Regions from separate parts of the Bicyclus anynana genome. Here region 2 is linked to region 1. Evidence: chromatin contacts called from public Hi-C data. All regions are on one chromosome and are shown on one strand. The core of a region is the stretch at or near the end of the contact, and the rest is flanking DNA. Distances in the headings are between cores, read along the strand shown.

Region 1 (6,006 bases), core at 1,186-3,685:
TGCCTAAGGACTCAATACAAAAATAATCTTGGACCACAGAATAGTTAGTTGGACAAGGAATTTTGCAATGTTTACTAATTGTGCATACCCTAGTTAAAAACCTTGTGCACACCACTGCAAATATACATTGCTAATGAATATGTTATAGAATGTGTCTCTGCATAATGTTGTCACTTAAGTATGTGTATAGACACAAATTACTTGTAAATATATTCAAATGTAGATTTATGTGAGTCATAATTCTTTGCATACATTCAAAGGTCAGGATGTGTTATAAGGCAAAGATTTTATAATAGAGATAGGTAAGTCACTAGTGCATCAAAACTGAGGCAAACTAAAATAGCTAATTATTATCCCAATTTCATTAAGTCACATAGCAAACAATGACAGTTATTTAAAAAAAAAATACCCAATGTCGAGTTGTGTGTTCAGGAACTGTGTTCAGTGAAATACTGTATTTACATGAATATCTAACAGTATTAAACACACAATTGTGTGTGTGCGTGCTTAGTGGAGTAGCTAAATTCAGCTCTATTTTTGCAGTCATTTTGTTGGTATATCTATAGTATAAAATATTTAATTAAATTTATTTCCTCATTTATTTATTTCTCTTTTTTTTAATTTTTAACAATGTCAGTTTTTAACAAACAAAACCCTCCCACTGCGGGATATTTTAGTAGCTAAGCAACCGGTGGTCAGGGCTCCAGAGCGGGAAACCTCCTTTTAATAAGCGCTGTGTCAAGAATCACTGCCTTCTGTATCCAACTCTTGATCCAACAGTTAAGTGAAAGCTTCTTTAGGTATTGCTCAAAGCTTTTCACTTTATGACCATTGACTAAAACGACTATTGGAACAATAATAGTTGATTATTATGATTTTCTTTTTTTTTTTCTCCTTTCTCTTATACTGTTACTCGGCAATCTGTCATTCAACATTGAGCTATTCGTCTGTTGGTTAGAGGTTAGGGTCATCAGAAGGAGTACCTTACCTTACCTTGTCAGCCGATAAATGTCCACTGCTGGACATAGGCCTCTTGCATGGACCTACAAGCACAACGATCTCGAGCCCCCAGCGAGAAGGAGTAAGTCCATTAACAAATCTCCCATTATGCTGTATTCTAGCTATCTTTCTTGGCTAGATTTCAAACACTGTTGTGTTTCAGTCTGCAAAAAAGCAGGCTGCCATCTCCTTCTAGATTGTTTGCCAAGTCATTGATTATTATGATGAATCAGAGTTTTTCACATGGAGGTAATCTTGTGAGCAAGATAAGTAAAATATTGTTGTAATAAAGCGCATGATGACTGATGAGACATTTTGTCTGTAAGCAGCTTAAAGGAAGAATAGATAATGATTTTTACACTAACTCCAGGGCATAATTTCCAGCACTGGTCAAAATATTGTGAATAGAAATAGACAAATGACAAAACTACATACAAGCAAATATCTATTTTATTTTCATGGATTAAATATGGTTTACCAGGTGGGCGCTAATTAGATCAGGAGGCAGGTGCTAACTAACAAAACAATTGACAAAAATGTAAGAGATTTGGAAACCTACCAATCAGAAAGATGAAAATCAGTACATTAACATGTTATCCCATTAAAACAACTGCATTAAAAAATATATCTACCCTGCATTTTGTATGCAGGTTTTAAATATTTATAATAATTGTGATAAAATTTGTTAACCTACTAATATTATAAATGCAAAAGTTTTTATGGATGTTTGGTTTGATGTTTGTTACTCTTTAACGCCGCAACAACTGAACCAATTTGTCACTTCTCATTCCGGAAAAATCCATGGTTTTAAAGGAATTTGTGAAAACTTAAATTTCACGCGGACGAAGTCGCGGGCGTACGCTAGATAAACAATAAATTTCAGTCACAAAGCTATTACGGTTGTAAAAAAATGTGATTTTTTTCCATTATATAGAAGTAGAGAGGACTACTGCTATAAAAGTTATAAAATGTTACAATAATTAACAATTCCCTTAGCAAAAAACAACGAAACGGGATCAAGAACGGTAAATACTTAACAGGCATCATAGCAACAGTTACCTTGCAAAAACAGTACAAAAAAATATATTAATTAAAATGTATATTTCGTGATTCATGTGAAAATTTTAAAACTTACTTACTATCACAATATTTTTTTAAAAAAAGAACACCTTTTTTAAAACATGCTACGCAAAACGCGTGGTCGTTTTAAAACACGCACTATCAGATGAAGACAATACTTACCAAAACATTAAACACCGCACATAATTGTTAATAATGTTTGAAAGTCTGTTCTTTATTCATTAACTTTAAACTTTATCACATAATCGTACATAAGGTTATTTAATTTAAACTACACGTGCACATAAAACTAATAAACGACCGCCTACAATAACGTCGTAATTCACTTTTCGTTTATTCTATGCTCGCTACGCTAGCGCTAGTCGCTTCTCTGTGCTCTGTGATCACAAACGTCAAACTCTGTGATCCCTGCATTCTCTTTTCTATTTCCCATAAATAGATTTACTCTTTGCTTTTCTATTCTAAATTAAAATCAAATCAATAATCATTTATTTGTAAAGATTCTACCACCGGTTCGGAAGGCAGGTTCTACTGAGAAGAAACCGGCAAGAAACTCGAAAGTTGCTCTTTTTAAAAAATCATACAGTATTATAATTTTCAATTGATGATAACATTACAATTTCTTATAGTTTTACTTTTTGTGTGAAGGTGAAAGCTGATCCAATGGCCTCCAAGCGCTTTTATCTTTAAGGAACTCATCAATGTTGTAGTAACCTAAGTAAATATTTTTAACACATTGCTTAAAGCTAAGCATTGGCAGGTCCATCACAGTCTTGGGGATCTTGGGGATCGATCATTATAGACTTATCTAATTTTATAACATTTGGCAATTAAAACTCAATACATTTAGTTTTCTTGGCATTTAAAAGTAGATTATTTGCAGTGAACCAATTCAACAGATGCGATATGGCACGGTTTACGTCGTCAGAGTTATCTTTATTTCTGTCCGTCTTAAAAATTAAGGATGTCTCATCAGCAAACAGTACAATCTCACATATGCCTCTGACATGGTATGGTAAATCGTTAATGTACACTAAGAATAGAAAAGGACCCAGAATTGAACCCTGTGGGACGCCCATTTTGGTAGTGGAACCGTGCGACTTTATATCATTTATGCATACCTACCTTTAGTGTTCTATCACTAAGATAAGAGGCAATGAGATCGAGTGCAACACTTTTAATGCCATAGTGGCTTAACTTGAGTAGAAGGGTGTTATGGTCATATTATCAACACAATCGAACGCCTTGGACAGATCACAGAACACAAAAATAGCATTCTTAGAACTTTCCCATGCTTCATAAATATGTTTTAAAAGTTTAGCCCCTGCATCAGTTGTATTGCTACCTTTTGTAAAACCATACTGTTCAGGATGAAACAAGTTATTTAAATTAAAATGACATAAAAGTTGATTTAATATGATTTTTTCAAAGACCTTGCTAAGTGTTGGCAATATTGTAATCGGTCTATAAATATCGAAATAGTGTTACCAACTCCTTAAAATATTTTCCCCTTAGAATGCCCAATAGTATACTTGAAAATCGCCGTAAAATAAAAACATAAATAAATACACATAAATTACTGACATTTTTTTCAAATGTTCTTAAACAGCCCTGGAGTGGTCGCGTGGATTACATAATTATGTAGTCCACCCAGACATAACATCGTATGATCACTTTGAAGGCTATTCCAAGCCAGTGACGTATTAATTAAAGCCGTTTCTGAAAGAACTTCGGGAAAGAACTGTCTCTAAATCCTAAAAGTTTATGATTTAATCGGCTAAAAATAAGATGTTATTTTTTGCTTTTTAGTTTATTTTTGTGATTTTATTTTTCTGTATTTAGTGTGTCCTAGCATTTAATTTTCACTAAAATTAAATGGGACCAATCTGAAAGTATACTCTTTCAAACAAAAAAATAATTTTTAAAATTTGTTTAGAAATGACGAAGTTATGCGGTAACAAATATTTAAATAAAAAAAATGAGACATGTTCAGAGTCGCATAAGCACCACAGGATATGAGTGCAGCAAAGTGTGATGGATTACATATGTAGTCCACGCGACCACTTACGTTAGTATTTTTGACAAATCGATATTTTTGTTATTATTCGTTTTATGAATAATTATACATAAAATATATTTATTCGTTGCAAGTTGTTTGTAATGATTTAAAACTTGAATTTTTCAAAATAAAAGTGGATAGTCTACAATTTGCACAGTTTAAGTCGTGTTTTGCTTAAATATTTTAATATTTCACTTTTAAAATGGCCTTAAAAGGATTAAATTAAATATGTTCGTACGTTTGAAGGGCTTTGAGTATTCACGTGGTCGGTGGTCCAGGTTCTTGTGTGAGAATGAGAAACTTCGTCAACCGACATTTTTTATGCCTCTTGCTAACATACGCGCATTAGTTTTTAATTTCAATTTTTCTACAATTAGGAATTGAGGAAATAAGCTGATGACCATATTTAAAACATGAATGAAAAAAAACATCAATTTACCACAACGAAAAGTAATCACTTACTCATTAAAGTTTTCTTAACTTTGAAGTAAATTGATGCTTAAATTTTAATTCATGTTTATAAATATGGCCGTAAATGTTTATCACCAGGATGACAAATAAATATGAATGACTGAATAGCGTTATACTAAGGTTTCCCTAAAAATCCCATCGCAATATGAAAATAATATTTTCCCTAAAATAGGAAAAAACCTACCAAGTTGGGAACCCTAAATCTGAAGACTTGGCAGTTCACACTTGGCACCAAAGAACATCCTGGCAATATACCGCAACCCGTAGACAAACGAAGTAATAGACGCATAGATAGCATCTGTCGAAGTACGAAATCTCAGATCTCAGATGAATTATATACGAAGTTAAGGACCTGCCTCGTTAGAGATCGTAAATCAACGTTCTTCGCATTTTTATTACATGCTATTTCAGTCATGTTTCTGTAGAATCCATGTTTAATTGTTGTAATCGTTTTCATCGTATTTATAGCTTCATAAAAACGCTGATTTGTTTGGATTAAAAATAAGTAAGTTCTCGGGAAATGGAATTACGAGTATCTTAAATCATTAACAATAATTATTATAATATTTCCACAAACATTTTAAAATTGTATTTAATATTTTTCGTATTGGTATTCCTATGTATTTACAGCATTATTTTAGTAAAATGCAATACAATGCAATACACCCAGGCACTGCACACTGTACCACTTTAGTTGTTCTACGAAATACACATTATTTTACAGTGCTAACATGAAAACTATATGATACATAATAAAAATTTTAGTAAAAAAATACAACCGACTTCAAAACCTAAAAACGTACCCACTAAACTAAAAAGTGAAAAATAACATCATAATATGTTATACCTGCTGATCAGTATGAAGGCGGTGCTAAGCCGGTGTTGTATTAATTCAAGCCATGTGAGAATATCTTATAGCTTTAGATTTTGCAGACAGTGTTGTTTCATGTGGTCCTGTCAGAAATGGCTTAAATTAAGACAACACCGGCTAAGCACCGCCTATATACTAGCAATACAAATTCTCGGCAACAAATTAATCAAGCCCAAGCACAAGATAGCTACCGTAAACCGTTAAGGAGTTCCCTTAATTGACCTTGGTCTTCATCATCAGACCCCTAAATGACAGTTACAACCTATCTATGTGGAAAGTTCTCATTAATACAAATTAATCAAGCCCAAACACAAGGTAACTGCTGTAAATCGCCGAGGAGTTCCCTCGTCTGTTTTATGGCTCCATCATCAGATCGATTTTAAACCTTCATGAAATTTAGTGCTTAAAAGTACTAAATGGAAAAGTATACGAACACACTAGACACTCATATAATTTTCGAAAGTTCTCCTCAATATCTCCACGATTCCATTGTCAGACCTTGACATGATGGCAATGGGACCAAATG
Region 2 (6,184 bases), core at 2,560-5,059, 44 kb before region 1:
AATGACGAGATCCGCAGAAGAACCAAAGTCCTGACATAGCTCAACGAGTTGCGAAGCTGAAGTGGGCGGGGCACTTAGTTTGAAGAGCCGATGGACGTTGGGATCCCAAAGTGCTGGAATGGCGACCCCGCACTAGAAAGCGCAGTGTTAGTCGACCCCCCCACCAGGTGGACTAACGACATTAAGCGAGACCCAGGGATTCGCTGGATGCAGGTGGCTCAGTATCGTGATGTTTGAAAGTCCCTACAAAAGGCCTATATCGTGCAGTGGACATCCACCGGCTGATATGATGATGATGATGATGATGAAAGACGAATGGAAAAGATTGACATATTTTTCCGACCCCACATATGTGGGATAAGTGAAAGGAGCTGATGATACTAGTAGGTAACTTACTCGCACTAGTGTCATCCTCGTTTTTACTTGTACCAGGGTCTTTTTTACTTGTACCAGGCTCTTGTTTATTGTTATCCAAAAGCTTATTGGTACCAGTCACACGTTTATTGGTATCAGTATTATCGAACTCGATCACATACTCTTCTAAATCTTCTAATTCAGGACGTTTATCAGTCATATTAAAACAACTTTGAATAATCTGCAATTGCTTTATTCATAGGGAAGTTTAAACCACATTTCAATTGGTCGTAACTTCCATTTTTCTGGGTTTTTCCTAATTTTATTTCGTATCAGCTACCGTTTTTAAGGATCCAGTGTAATTGAATTTGGTTTAACTATAATATTTCTAGTGTCAGATACATTTTCAGTGGCTTCAATCACACTTTCGTCAGTATCACCAAATTCATGACCCATATCAGCCTGTGTAAACCTATGGTTGTTTTTCTTGGCCCAGATCAGAAAATTTAGGACTTTACTTTATTCGAACTGCCTTCATATTCCACAAATCATTTATTTAAGCCTTGCATATTCAACTAACGAAATATATTAAGATTATGTGTAAATAATATTTTTATTTTCATTTTAATAACTATATCATAGATAAGCCTTAGTTAGGTTTATACTTTGTCTTATATGGTATTGGAATAGTCTATTCTAAAAACATGATATTGTTGCTATGTATGTTATGAAATGTATTATTTGAAAAGATAAATATACCTACTCACAAAGGTAGCCCAGCTGTTTAAATATTATAATTAATCATAACAGGATACGACATTCAACTCACTGTCTTAAAAAGATTTTTTTGGTATATTAAAATTAATATTAATTATAATATTACTCATACGTTCATAATGCACTCTTTCGTTTATCAGAAAGTTTACAACATAATTTATTCTTGAAATCACAAACAGATTTAATAAATTACTTTTAATTTATTACTAAACGTATAGTCAACGGACTGTGTCTTCATAAAAATACAAATAAAATATGTTTTGGCCTTTAATTCAGGCATTACATAAGATCGCGACGATCACAGTCGTTACGCATTGAATGTACCTTATACTCGTAATGCCTTGGTATTTAGTAAGATTAATCAGTTTGATTTTCTGGTTAACACTAATTATAGATCTTCACTGTGATTCGGAGAATTTGCGTAGTAATTAACCTTTGGATTTTACAAGAAATCTTGCATGAAATCGTGCGATTTATCTTGAAAACTTTTGACTTTAATTTGACTAATAGATGTCACAGTTTGCTGAGAATTCTACCAAAGAGAAAACTACTTTTAGTAGAGTTTTAGTGCTAGAATTATTGGACCAAGAGCCATTAAGACTTTTTTATAAAAGCTGTAAGCTTGACACTCCATCCTCCTATAGCTATGGTCTCTTGATCGTAGGAAACGCAATCTATACTAAAGCTGAAGAGTTTGTTTGTTTGATTGAACGCGCTAATCTCAGGAACTATTGGTCCGATTTGAAAAATTATTTTAGTGTTAGATAGCCCATTTATCGAGGAAGGCTATAGACTATAATTATCCCCGTATTCCTACGGGGACGGGTACCACGCGAGTGAAACCGCGCGGCGTCAGCTAGTCGTATGATAAACGTCAAGAGTGATCTTTTGTTCCGTCGCAGTCAGGCACGATCAAGAGACCAAAGCTTTAGATAGGGTAAAAGTAAGTATGAGAGAGGAAAACTTTCTTATGAACCTTAAAGTTTAATCTTTAATGGTGTTTTTCAATATAGCCCATGCGGCTGACAGTTTTTAATAAAATCACAAAAGTCTGGTCACTCAGTAAGGCTCTAGTTCTATGTCTTGAATCACAAAACCGAAAGGAGTGTGGATTTTCATCCTCCTCCTAACAAGTTAACCCGCTTCTATTAAGATCTAAGGATGGTATCATTACTTACCATCAGGTGAGATTGTGGTCAAAGGCTAACTTGTAAAGAATAAAAAAAACAGAACATAAACGCTAAACGCTTAAGCTATACTAGTAGGTAGAGGTACCTACTATGGCTTAAGCCACATCTAGAAGGCTCTAAATTTCACCCATATTTTCAACAACTATTAGAACTTTTAGATCATTGAGATAAGAAGGAAGACGACGCTTAAAATAATTCATTAGATTTCAGGTGTTTTTTTTTCTTTTTAAATTAAATTTTAATTGAAATGTTCGTCTAAAGAAATAGAAACAAATATTAATAGAAATAGAGGATGCGTGTATTAAATGTAATGTTAAGCTTAGCTAAGACGGAAACACGGAACCCTACTTGGCCAAACTTCAATAAAAAATAAACCATAACACCATGTAAATCGTAAAACAATGTAACGGAAACCGTTTCTTAGCCGTTTAGTTTATTGCAACATTATGCGGCACCTACAAAGTTGAATGGCAACGTTTAATTTAGGAAACTTTGCCGTAACCCCCGCAGCGAAACTAGTGATGGTCCTGTACCGCTAAACTAAATTATCGATACTAAAATTTTTACTTCACTAATGTGTTCGGATACTTAAATACACGAGTAGGTACTTAGTAAACATCGAATTACATAAACCCATCGATACTTCTCTTTTCGGTACCACTAAAGTACAATTCGTGCAAAAATGAGTAGGTAATTACTTCATTCGTCTTCGGATAGTTAAATAAAGAGTACTAAAAGTCGGAACTATCGATACAGATAATGTTATCGATAGTTTTCATCGGTTTTAAGTTCTCATGGTGGATGTTTTATCTAAGGACTAGCTGACGCCACACGGTTTCACCCGCATGGTTCCCGTTCCCGTTGGAATATGGCGATAATATATAGCCTATAGCCTTCCTCGATAAATGGGCTATCTAAAAATCAAACAAACAAACAAACTCTTCAGCTTTATAATTAAGAATCAAACAAACTTACCTTGTGATGTCTGATTCCAATTATGTAAGTGTCGCTGCCAACAACAATTATAGAGCAGTAAATAATATATTTTTTTTAATTTTGTAGTAGATAGGTTGTTGATGGAACGAACAGATTGCAAAATTGAGGTTTATATATGTATATTGTTTTCCTACTATTTGTACTACATACTGGCCACAAATGAATGTTGTACTAAATGTAAAACCATCAACTGTAAAAGAGGCATGACCGCATGGAGACTTTGCAGACATGTTGTAGTCGTGCAATGCTAATGCATTCGCTTAACATTGTCTTCAGTTTTACCCCTCAATACAGAGACGGTGATACTGCTCGATAACATTAATAAGCATGGCTGCATCCCTAGATCCCTGGACGTGGTCTACTACTATACATTTTCTACTACCGCATATATAGAAACAAAAGTATCGATATTTTATCGGATCATCACTACAGAACGGCCGCAGGCTCACGCATTGCAGTGAAAAATGCTACATTACGCGGTGCCTACGCGATAAATTATAGTTATAGCGCTTTAGTCCAGAACACGGCTCGCCCATCTGTGCCACTTGGCGATTTCAGATTTAAACTTCTTGTTAGTATTGCTAGCGAGTTCACTATCCTAGAAAAGTTCATGATGTTTCTCAAAGATAGATAACATAGATAGGCATAATCTCTAGTAGTAGTAGTTTTACTACTCCTAAAAAAAAGGTTCCAAACTCGCACTAACTTATGTAAATTTAGAAAGTGAAATAAACGATCTCTGCAACACTAGATAAGAATAGTTAGATAGAATAAAAGAATATAGATATAATATTAGCCAACACCCGCCACTCCTATCGCGCGAAATTCGCATCCAAAACGGTTCAGTAGTTTAGCCGTGAAAAAATAAAATACACTTCGCATTTATAATATTGGTGGCTACGTTTACCTTTTTTTTGAGATTTTTTTTATTTATTACTTTGTTCTGCCGATATTAGCAAATTCATATATTTTTTTCAGGTTGTGGGATAATTTCCATCAAAAAATAAAATTAACCATGCCAATGGCTCGGTAATAGAAAGACAATGGTTTTATTTTGCAACTTTAATGTGTCTTTGAGACTAATATGACTACTAACAACGTTTTATTTTAATTCTTATGTAAAACGTCGTATCTAAACGAGAAATGAAGGTGCGTGTGCTCTTTCGTTTAATGATAATTTTATACTACATATCGGTTACGTCCCTACAAAATCACCGCAAAAAGAAATTCGAATAATAGGCTGTATAATGTAAAATACTACACTGAGCGCACACATGCATAATTTTCTTTAATTTATTTATGTATATATAGTTTTTACACTTCCTGAACACACAAATCGACATTGTAGACGATATTTAGGTATTATTTGTTTAAAGAACGTTCGTTTTGACCACAACTTACATTGAGATGTGGAAATTACCTCTTTTGAGCGCCTCATTTTTCATGACCTAGTAACACATCTAACAGTATTTAACATCATTGCTTTCGTTCAGCTTTTCGAATCTATCCAGCTTTCGCGCTAAACAGGTTTTAGAATAAGAACATATTGTGTACTATGCTATTGACATTACTTCACGCAATATCTCGCGACGAATGAAAGATACATGTCGACCAATAGCGACAGACTCAAAACATTATTACTATTGCTCTCTCTTTCATTGCGTTGAGAGGAAAAATAATCCGCTATCGGTCGACATTATTCTCATGCGAGTGGTTGACGCTTTTTAGGCCTGCTGTAGACCTATATTGCGCACCACTTACATATTTTTTGTTGTATTATGATATTTGGTAAATGGGTAGGCGACTGTGACGTAGCTAAGCGTGGGCGAAATGGGCGCTCGCCCACGGCTCACTAAAAGGGTCATCACGAAGCCTTGTGTCTCGACTTAACTGACTTCAAAGACAGCTACTATTAAATCATAATAATATGTTTATTATTAAAAAAAAATATTAAAAAAATACAACCTACTTCAAAAAAATAAAACGTACCAACTAAACTAAAAAGTGAAAAATAACATCATACCATGTTCTACCTGCTGATCACTTTGAAGGCGGTGCTAAACCGGTGATGTATTAATTCAAGCCATGTAAGAATATCACAAAGCTTAAGCTTTTACAGATAGTGTTCTTTCATGTGGCTCTTTCAGAATCGACTTAAATTAATACAAAACAGGTTTAGCACAAAAAAATCATACTCGAATTGAGAACCTCCTCCTTTTTTTGAAGTCGGTTAAAAAACAAAGCTAATCGCAGTCGCTGGCTTATTGTAAATGCTGGAACAACAAATTGAAAAACCTAAAGTAGCCCCGTTTGTGATGGAATGCTGATCCGGCTATTGAGACGCTAAAAAAAGAAGAGGAATGAAAAAAGCTATAATTTCTAATCGGTATACTGTGATGTTTTATTACATTTTAATATGTATCGTCTGGTTATCGAGTATGTGTTGTAGTCAGCAAAACCTTGGTGGAATATATTTAACTATAGCTTGGCAACTTCGTTCGTAACACTCCCGATGATGCGCGCGGGCCGGTAGCGATGAATGAAAACCCACGACGGATAAACGTCACTTCCCCGCACGCACGATTTCACACCCGCGCAGTCTTTCCCCGTAGCCCGCATATGATGGGAGTCTTATCTAGGAACTTGCCAGACTATAGCGTTAATCCGGTCCTATCGAAAATCCGTTCTTAGTGGACTCTTAATCTACTAACTATAAACTACCTCCCTGCCGAATTTCATCTTTTTTTATCAAGCGGTTTTCGATATGTCGTGATGTAAATGACCTTTCGGTTTTATATATTTAGAAAGATATTTTTTTCGGGACAGTTACTACTGTAAGAGAAGGGGGCTTGATGATGAGACTTAGA

The links. Hi-C and Micro-C count contacts between places; a contact is called where the count stands out from the background.
Region 2: a contact with region 1 is called in a Hi-C map of whole body, with 2.0 times the contacts expected there. The contact joins the enhancer-like site here to the promoter of LOC112045388 in region 1. A contact is called at or near these places in 2 of 2 Hi-C or Micro-C datasets (whole body and whole larva).

The regions. Positions count from the first base shown.
Region 1 is chr24:4,062,000-4,068,005 of ilBicAnyn1.1, reverse strand. It overlaps LOC112045388 (equilibrative nucleoside transporter 1), which reads right to left and starts at 2,435. Exons shown (of 10, transcript XM_052888904.1): 1 at 2,242-2,435.
Region 2 is chr24:4,106,851-4,113,034 of ilBicAnyn1.1, reverse strand. The region is part of intron 3 of LOC112045388 (equilibrative nucleoside transporter 1); the gene reads right to left. Among protein-coding and RNA genes, the nearest start is that of LOC112045422, 36 kb to the left of the region's middle. Within about 2 kb of position 3,809, at least 1 of the 8 cell types and tissues checked has open chromatin away from gene starts, as enhancers often do.